Regions from separate parts of the Gossypium hirsutum genome. Here region 1 is linked to region 2. Evidence: chromatin contacts called from public Hi-C data. All regions are on one chromosome and are shown on one strand. The core of a region is the stretch at or near the end of the contact, and the rest is flanking DNA. Distances in the headings are between cores, read along the strand shown.

What was found. A called contact is a pair of places that touch in the nucleus more often than the background predicts.
Region 1: a contact with region 2 is called in a Hi-C map of hypocotyl, with 2.4 times the contacts expected there. The contact joins the promoter of LOC107899729 here to the enhancer-like site in region 2. A contact is called at or near these places in 4 of 34 Hi-C or Micro-C datasets (fibers, hypocotyl, leaf and 1 more).

The regions. Positions count from the first base shown.
Region 1 is chrD04:16,026,125-16,031,083 of Gossypium_hirsutum_v2.1, reverse strand. It overlaps LOC107899729, which reads left to right and starts at 2,089. Exons shown (of 1, transcript XM_041092062.1): 1 at 2,089-3,505. The coding sequence starts at 2,235. The coding sequence ends at 2,447.
Region 2 is chrD04:15,983,495-15,988,419 of Gossypium_hirsutum_v2.1, reverse strand. No RefSeq gene overlaps it. Among protein-coding and RNA genes, the nearest start is that of LOC121216394, 9.2 kb to the right of the region's middle. Within about 2 kb of position 2,894, at least 2 of the 9 cell types and tissues checked have an H3K27ac peak or open chromatin away from gene starts, as enhancers often do. A contact at or near this core is called in fibers and hypocotyl, where this site is marked.

The DNA.
Region 1 (4,959 bases), core at 840-3,339, 43 kb before region 2:
ATATGAGTGGTCACTCAACTATGAAAGTTTTTCTATTTTGATCACCTAACTATAATTTTTTTTTGTTTACTCATTAAAGTTTTTGAAAGTATATTTTTTAGTCACCTTGTCATTAAGTTGATAATGGAAGTTTGATGTGTCCTTTTATTTATTTGCCTAATAACGAATTTTTCCATTCAATATTTATATGCTTTTATCAATGTAGTTGTAATTCTTGAAAAAAAAATAGCCCTAAACATTCTTACTCATATTTGGTGCTAGAAAGTTTTTTTAAAATATTTTTATTTGACGCTAGTAAGATTTAAGTGTTTTTTGCCACAGGAGAACTACTATTTTAACATAAAAAATATATTAAAAAACATTATGTTGACCTATGATCTTTTTGGTGTCGAAAACTAAAAATCTTTGAGTTTTTCAATGCCGGAGAAGCATCGTTTAATCTAAAGTGTTAAAAAAATTACTAACAAATTATGATTTTTCTGGTATAGGCAACTAGAATCCTTTGAGTTTTCCTACGCTGAATAACACCATCTAAGAGCATAAAACGAAAGGTAGAGAGATAAAAAAAGACCTATAATTAGGATTAAATTGATAAATTTTGTAAATATTGAGTACTAAATTTTTTGGTTTTTTAGAATTGTTACTAAATTGAAAGAATGTATAAATATTGAAGGGTTAAATTTGTTGTTATACCAATAAAAAAGGCTATTTATAACTTCCATTATCAACTTAGCAACATGATGACTAAAAAGGAAATCTAATTTCAAAAACTTTATAGACTAAATTGAAAATTTTTTATAGTTGGGTAACCAAAACAAAACCCTCTCATGGTTAAGTGACCTTTCATGTAGTTTATAATGACCACATCATCCAACCGTGTCAAACTTAACGACAAAGTGGCTAAAAAAAATAAATTCAGATAATTTAGTGATTAAATTGAAGATTTTCATAATTCGATGACTAAAATAGAAGTATGTGAAAAGCTCAGTGACTAATTAAATAATTTATTAAAAAAATCTAGCAATTTTGTTAAACTTTTATAGACTTCTTTATATAAAAGTTATGCCATGATCAAAAGTAAAGTTGTTGCCTTTATCAACAAAATATAAAAAAGTAATTAAAATAAAATCTTTCATCTTTAAAACCAATATCGAAGGGCATAAGTTTAAGTACATTCAAACCTTTATTACCCTTAATCCATAATCCTAATCCTAATCCTAATCCTAATCCCATTTCCGCTAATCAAAACTTGACAAATATAAATCTAATGGCTACAATTAGATTCACGAGGAGTCGACACTTAGCTGTGGCAAGTAAGCACCTATCCCCGACACAGCCAGGCCCCAATCACACGTTCCCACTCCCCAGCTGTCTCTTTCAAGTTTCATCTTTTAGTCCCCCTGGCCATAATCCCATCTTCCTCCTAATCCTACCCAGAAACAATCTAGTAATTTCACTTTCCTCCTCTGGAAAAAAAGGGAACTTTTATAACTGATTTCTGAAGCTCTTCTTAGTATAGTTGGAGGCAAGGAACTATTTTTAATGGCAGATTGGGCTCCAGTTCTTATTGGGGTGGTGCTATTTGTGTTGCTATCACCAGGGCTTTTGTTTTCATTTCCAGGGAACAGCAAGCAGCTGGAGTTTGGGAGCATGAAAACCAATGGCAAGGCCATTGCTATCCACACTCTTCTTTTCTTTGCCATCTATGCTGTTTTGATTGTGGCCCTCCACATCCATATCTATACTGGCTGAATCTGACCCTGATGCTACTCCCCCACCAGTGAGAGTCTTGGTGTTGGTCTCTCTTTTCAAGACCTCTATTGGGTTGTTTTACTAGGTTAATCTTTGAATTCGCTTGTCTTAGTTTTTAACAAGTTACAAAAAAATTTGTCCTAGTTTTGAACCAATAAACATGAACGTACTTGAATAAACAAATCAAACAAGTTAAAACAATACAATGATTTTTATTTCTTTGGAGTGTGTGCTAATTCAAGCAACAGCCGTCCACACATGGCCATTCCATTGCCATATTAGGCCGTCCTGAGGCTTGTTACTGTCAAGATAACGTGGTACCCAAGGTTCCTCTTCCGGTTATGAACCTTTTCCTTTGTCTTTTGGTTCTCTCTTTCTTCTCCCTTTGTCTTTAAATGGCTACTATTTTATTGAGAGGTTCACTCAACCCCATCTCATATATGTCCTAGAAGAGATATTGTGCTGGAAACAAAGGAAGAGGGATGTCGGGAGATTGGGGGCCAGTAGTGGTGGCAGTGGTGCTGTTTGTGTTGTGTTCACCAGGGTTGCTGTTTCAGCTGCCTGGAAACAAAAGAGCAGTGGAATTTGCTAACTTCCAGACGAGTCCAATCTCCATTTTTGTTCATACCATCATATTCTTTGGGCTAGTCACTATCTTTGTGATTGCTATTGGCATTCACATTTATTCAGGGTAGAATAATAAACTATCCCCTCTTCTTCCATTTCCATGCTGCTTGTTCCATTTTAAGACTTTCATAAAGGGATTCTTATTAGTCTTCGAAACTGCCTACATAATTTTTACTTTCAAGAGATATCAAACAATGCTTGCATTATATTACTGTTTTAATTATTCCAGTTTCTTCATTCTTGAGACAAGTTCATAGTTTATAGTTTGATGCCAATTGCCTTTAATAAAAGAAAGCAACGGGTTGTTAGTGGAAAATTTCGATCCCCCAAATTTTAAATCCACCAGTTTCTTATAACTTTAGCTCATTTTAATTAGTACTAATTTGAAAAGAATTTGAGCTACAATAAACTTTCAGCTCCCTGATGATATTTTGATTGTGTTGACAACGTTGAAATTTTTTTATTCAAGTAACAATATATATTTTGTATACAAATAATTATTCATTTGAGATCCTAAATATAACAGAATCTAATGTTAATAATATCAATAATATGTATTAGCTTCGGAGAGGCTGGTAGCTGCTACAAAATAGGTTATTTATTTGTAATCACTTAGTTGTATTTCTTCAAAGTAATATAACACTTTTAAGTGCATTTACTCAAACACTAGGTGTACTTAGTTTTCTTGTAGCTTTTCTATTTGCTTTTTGCTTCTTTGCTTGATTGTTTTCTTTCACTTTATTTCGATGTCTTAGAGAATTTCTTTAAGAATTCTAGTCTTCTTGAGGGATATACTGACTTAGGTGGATCTGAAGCAAAAGAATCGCCTAAGGTCGTGCGGTTTGCCAAATTAAAGTTCTAACCCTGTGACAGTTGGTGTCCAAGCCAAGGTTCGAAGGTGTCAAGTAAGATGGTGAAAGAAGTTGAAGATGAAAAGGAGCTTGATAAGGAAATTATATTAAGGCTTCGATCAATAATACTCAATTCTGCAAAAGCGAAAAGGGATTGCAAGCAAAAAATGTAACATCCCTCGCTCGAACCGATCGTCGGGTCAGAGTTATAAGATGTCACATTCAATGCGAGAGCAATTACCGTCAAATTCAAAGTAAAAAAAAATTATATATTCTAATATGAGTCAATTACCAAAGAGATCAAAGATATCCTATGAGGGTAACACACTTATGACAAAGTCATTGGACGAGCACTGAATAGTTTGGAGAATGAATATTATTCTAAAGAGATCAAGGATATCCTATGAGGGTAACACACTTATGACAAAGTCATTGGACGAGCACTGAGTAGTTGCTTTCGTAATGGTATGTCGTTGGGGGGAGCTTGATCGCCTCCAGACGTACCAACGTCCAAAGTAGAAATCCTACACAAAAGATATGAAAAGCGACATTTGCAAGTATACGGGTCAGATTGTAATATAGTTACAACGGAGTAGGTAAGTACTTCGAGGATCGTACCTAAATGAGGCGAGCACTAAATTAATTCTAATCTAAACATAAATAGATCTAATTTTTTACTTTAATTAAATTATAGTACGAAGAATTAATAGAACATGTTTGATAGACTGTACTAAAAAAATAATAAAAGAAATAAAAAAAGTAAATAAATAAAATACGAGAAATCAAATAATCAAATATGTATCCAATCTGGGCATGGGCAGTCATAATCAACTATTGTCTCGGGTTTTCTTGTTCACTCAACTAGTCAATACCTTAACAGGATCTTCCAATCTTCCACTGAAATATTGAGTTGGCAAGAAGTACTTATCTTCCAACCTCACAATCCAGACCGGTTCAGGGTTAAGGTGTTCATGGATAGGCCATACCAATTTTGGGTTAATTCTCACCTTGATGACTTCCTAGGGTTGTCAGGCCTAGGGTTTAGATTCATTCTTTCCTAAACATCTGATTCGTTAATAATTCCCTACAAAACAGTTAATTATTCATACCTCCACTCGCTAATCCCCCACAGGTGGATTAGTTCCTCATGGATCTAATAAACGGTATAATCTTAGAAGAAGCCAGATTTGTATTGAAATTAAGTGCAGGGATTCACAGAGTTCGATAGTATTTCCCAAATCTAATTTCTCCACAAAAGTAAATAACAAGAACGAAAATAAAATCTAAAACCTAAGGAAAGAGAAAAACTAAATCTCAAGGGAAAATTTATATAATATCAAAGGTGCCCATAACATGTTCTAAATGAGCCTATTTATAGACTTTAGGGTGGTTGTCGTCTTTAACCCTAGGTCAGCTGTCGTCCTCGTGCTTAACATTTAATTGTGCGGACCAAAACGCCTATGGCTCATAACTATTTCCCATATAGAAGCGATGTGGCGACACACAAGGTTTTGTGTCGCAACATTGAGGGCAGTATGCTCATCTTTAGGGTGTCTTCAAGGGTATGTCACGACATCCTCAGGCTATGTCGCGATAGTGAAGGCAGTCCTGGAATTCTTCTATTCTGCTCTTTATGTTACAACACCCAATGCTCCATGTTGCAACCTAGTGACCAGTATTGAGTTAGTACGTCTTCTAATGGTCTTCTGCACATTCATAAAGTATATTA
Region 2 (4,925 bases), core at 1,645-4,144:
TGTTAAATTTTAAAAATATTTTTAGATAATTTTTCTACTTTTTAATAATTTTTAATTTTTAAATATGTTTGTTGATTAACTTTTTTTCATCTATTTTGAAGTGTTAAAAAAATGGAAATGTAAATAGAAAGTTAAAATGATAAAATTGGGGGAATAAGTGATTATGGTATCCCATTGAACTGACCGATGTCAGCCAAATGAGATTGAAATGAAAAATTGACTCAAAACGTGAGAGGCAAAAACTGAGCCAAAGGAGTGCCCTTACTCTTTCAAATCATTTGAATTTGAGATGAAAAAATTTACCATTAGGATAGGTCAAAAGAAGGAAAAAGAAAACGGAAAAACAACCCATGGATTTATTCATTCCATATGCATATATCAGAAAAAAGAGCAGAACATGAATATCATGTGTTTAGCTTGTCTCTAGCATGCAGGTTTTCTTGCAAAAGGCAGCTTTAAAGGCTTCCATCTTCTTTTATTCATCACATATTTCCATCTAATTTTTAACCAAGAATCCGAATTACAGCAAATCTATAAAGGAATACCAGACAAATTAGTTAGGTTAGATTCTGTGTCAAGCTGACGTTTAATTGGTGAACCAATGGCTTTTTCCATATCTTTTTACCAAACAAAAGCAGCTTAGTTCATTGATAAGCTACCCTTTTCTTTTCATTCTTTTTTTATTTATTTATTTACGCTTCTTGGCAATGCTTAAGTTCAATTTCCTGTATGAATTATCGCACATATATAGGCCAATGTCCTAAGAATTTGCCTTGGGTATTTATTGCTTCAGTTTATATATATGAGAGATCTTAGAAGTGAAAATAGGTATGGTTGATATCGAAAAGAGAAGGCTAAATTTTCTGCCAGAAAATTGCAAGGTGCAATAGCTTTTGATCCTACTTACCAAGATGATCACCGATCAGCAATGATGATGCTTTGATGACGATGATTAGAAAGCAAATTAATATAAAATGAGGGTCCTCCCACCCACGTTCTTTAGGCATTTCTTTTAACAAATTAGGTGCAATAGAAGCAATGAAAACTTCTCTGTGCATCAATTACTATTTGAATCAAATTATGAAATTTCTTTACAATTAATAATCCCACTTTTTTATCCCTATATATAAAGCATAGATTTGAACATCCTAACCATTCTACATTCTAAAATATGTAATACTGCATATGTTAGTGTTTTATTCATCTGTGTTTTTCCTTTTTTTGCTTCAGTCTCATCAATTGTGGCTGGCGAGGCTGTGATCTTTGCTGCTTGGGAGGCTATCAGATGGACTTCTCTTCTTTGTTTTCTATTGATAAAATAGTTGAAAATTTGATGTTGGCACGGTTCAATCGGATCAAATCTCTCAGTGACTGGCTGAGTCCTTTAATCTGATTGAGCCGTGCCAATATCAGAGTTAGTCAGTTTATCACCAAACCACTTGAAACTTGGTCAATCATGTCATCAATTTGGTTATGTTAACATTGGAATGCATAGCATGGATTCTTACCTATATCTTTCTTTATATTCCAATCACTTTCCAGGGTCTCAACTCTTGTGATTCTAGCTGTTGCTGATAGTAGAAACTGCGATTCGAACCTTTGTTTTCAGAAGCGGCGACGTGCCTGATCAGAGCCCAGATTAATCATAAGGAGCCTGCCTCAATCTTGCATTACTTATAGCATATTGACACATGAAGGTGCTTGTGGAAATGAATGGCACTGCTGTAATCATGTTTGTAAAATCTCTTTGATGCAAATTGCTAAGAATATTGTTAGTGTTTAGTGCATTTTATTGTTATTTTTCGTCAGTCAAAATTCATTAGACGAAGGATTCAATCAGGTAAGATTGATTGACGACAATCAGTATAATGGATAAATTGAATGTTGGAGTGGTTGAATTAAATATTCTCCAGCTTTTTTGTGTTTCATTTCCTACTTAATTAAAGGGAGATTGTAGATCTTAAAGGAATAAAGGGTTGAGATCAACTTTTTACAACTCACCACGAAAATGCGGGTGATTTGTTCTCTTTGGTCTTTATATTGACAGGATAACTACCAACCAAAAGGTTGATTTGACCCTGCTATATATATTGTTCAATGGATTTAGTTGGGACCTATGTTACCTGGATTTAGGTAAGAAGAAAATACAAGTATGCATATCATATCAATGAATATGCTTGATTTTCTTTTAAAGTACTCAACATATATACTTTTTTTTTTAAATTTCAGATTGTTATAAATAAATAACAAAGCCTCCTTTCTACAAAATCACATAAACTCCATTTCAGCACTCCTTGATCTGACTGCATGCCACTTAACTCTTTAAATACAGGCGATGGGATTTTTGTTGGATGAGACCCGCGACAATCTTCAAACTCATTATAAAATTTCATCCTCTTCACCCAAAACGCAAGACAACCTACTATTACAAAAACTCTGCTTAGACTTCGCCAAACATATTGAATGCTCCCGGCATCCAATAATCCTAAACACCCCTGATCATAATCTTTGTATCAACAATCAGTGTTGTATACGAAAACAGAGTAAAAAACCATATCTTTACCCTCAAAGAATCATTCCTAACAAAAACCATAATACACCCAACTGTAGCACCAATCAGATGTTCCTCTACCCCCCTAATGAACAAAACCTTGTGGATTCCCATGAACCATTGTGATCTATATTCCCTTAGCTAGCTCACTGAAGCCGTGGGCACGATCCCTTACTAACCCTCCGTTAACACCTGTTAGTAAAGAATCCCCATATTTATATTGTTCAGCAATATCAAGAGTTACAAGTCCAAAACAAATTTCTCAAGGCCCACATAAATGGGTGCACTAGTCCCCAACATGAAGAATATTGGCCCCTAAGTTGTCCCTACAGTTGGAACTCATTTGGGATGTGAACCAATAAGAGCAAAGCTCTCAAGAAAACAACAATACCGACGGATCGTATATAACATCGAAATTTAAAAGTTTTTCTAAAACTAAACTTATCATGATATTTAAAATAATAAATTAAACCAAATAAAGTACTTTACTCATCAAAATAGAGTCTCCACAAGTGGCTCAAAGTAAATAGGTTATTAATCCAAAGAGCTCGCACGTTTTTATGATGCTCACATTGCTCGACAACAACCTTAACATTCATAAGAGTATAAGCACATTGCTTTGAGAACGTAGGAAAACGAAACCCATCTCCTAACTTGTCCTTTATATGCCCAGTACCTACAATTTTTAACTTTGGTCGATCCCAAACATACCATTTCGTGCGTTTTAATCTATTTTATATTTCTAACAAGTCATATTCACTACCTCACTCATTTAGAACATGCTCAAACATACCATAACTTTCAAAAACATATTTTGACACTTCAATTAAATGTTTATGCTAGCATACAAGTTTTTAACTTATAGGCTCAAATACTCAACATACCATTTCAGCATATCATAGTTTTTTTAAGGATCTTATGTGTTCTTTTTGAACCATTTGTTCATTTTAAACATGCCAAAATTTTCAGAATTCTGTTTTAGCCTTTTTTTTTAGCACTTCCTAGCCATGTTCCATGCAATTTTAACACATAAGTATGAACTAACAAATCATGCATCATCAATATTACTCACATATATCAAAGAAGCCACATATCAATGTCCGAAGTGTTGAAAATAAAATCCGATTTGAAAATGGTTTTATTGTACAACGAAAAATTAAAATTTTGAAAATCGACATGGTTTGTGATATTTATAGCAATAAACCTTAAACCGAAATCATACTTGTGTTTTCGAATAAGGGGATCTTTGACGTTTTCCGGCTTTCAACCAAACGATCTTCTCCGCTACTCTTATACCACGAACTACTTCAAGTGTGGGCTCAAGCCAATTGAATCAAAACACAGAACTAGAAAAAATTTTCTTTTCCTTTTAAGGTGAAAATGAAAATTCTTTCTTCTTTAATAGAAATCGGTAGAATTGTTATTCTAGAAAAATATATTTAATAGTTGAGAATAAATTCTATCTATTTTTTGGCGGAGTAACAATATTTTAAAGTTGTGTAAATAGCTCTATCGGTGCTATCTATTTATAGGGAGAGAAGGTAAAACCCTTGTTGAATTGTAGAGATTTATTTCAAATAGAAAAATAACTTCCTAGTCCAACTAGGAGCGGGAGAGGGGCTAATAGGGTGTGTTTCCCCTCATATGTATTATGATGGGGATTCGGACATTTCATTGTATTGGACTCAATTATATGTGCTTTGTAGAATTTTAATCCAACACTTTATAATTTAATCTAACTCAATACATATTTTTCTATTTTTCAAAATAAACATTAATTTTTCAATTAAATAGTTTTCTAATCCCAATTTTACCCTCAAAAAATTTACGACGATTTTACCCCTAGTAAAATTTCCAAGAAAATATATATTCAATATTTCACAACTTAACTTGTTCACTATGTCTGAATAACTTCTTTTCATTTTCGGGATGTAAAACTATTGAAAACATAAACTCATTCTTCTAATCATTTTTGAATAATTCATATTCATTTGCAAATGAATCATTTATCATCTTCATTTCCATTTACATTTTCATTTCCATTTTGAGAAAACCACATTCAATTTCCAAATATTCCATTTCTCCATTTCGGAAAAAATCATAATCATTTTTTAATGTTTTCCATTTCTCTATTTCTATTCATTATGTTCATTTTCGATTCAACACACAATTCATTTATGGTTTCAATGAGCTAGCGGAGGTGTAACAACCCGATTTTGACTCTAATCGGACATAGTGGTTTCGGGACCACAAGTCCGAGTCAAAAAAATATTTTAATATTATTTTGTGTGTTTATTTTGTGTGCATTTGATTGTGTGAAATTTTCGTGTTTTAATTTCGCCGTTTAAGTGTCCGATTTAATAAAAGGGCTTAA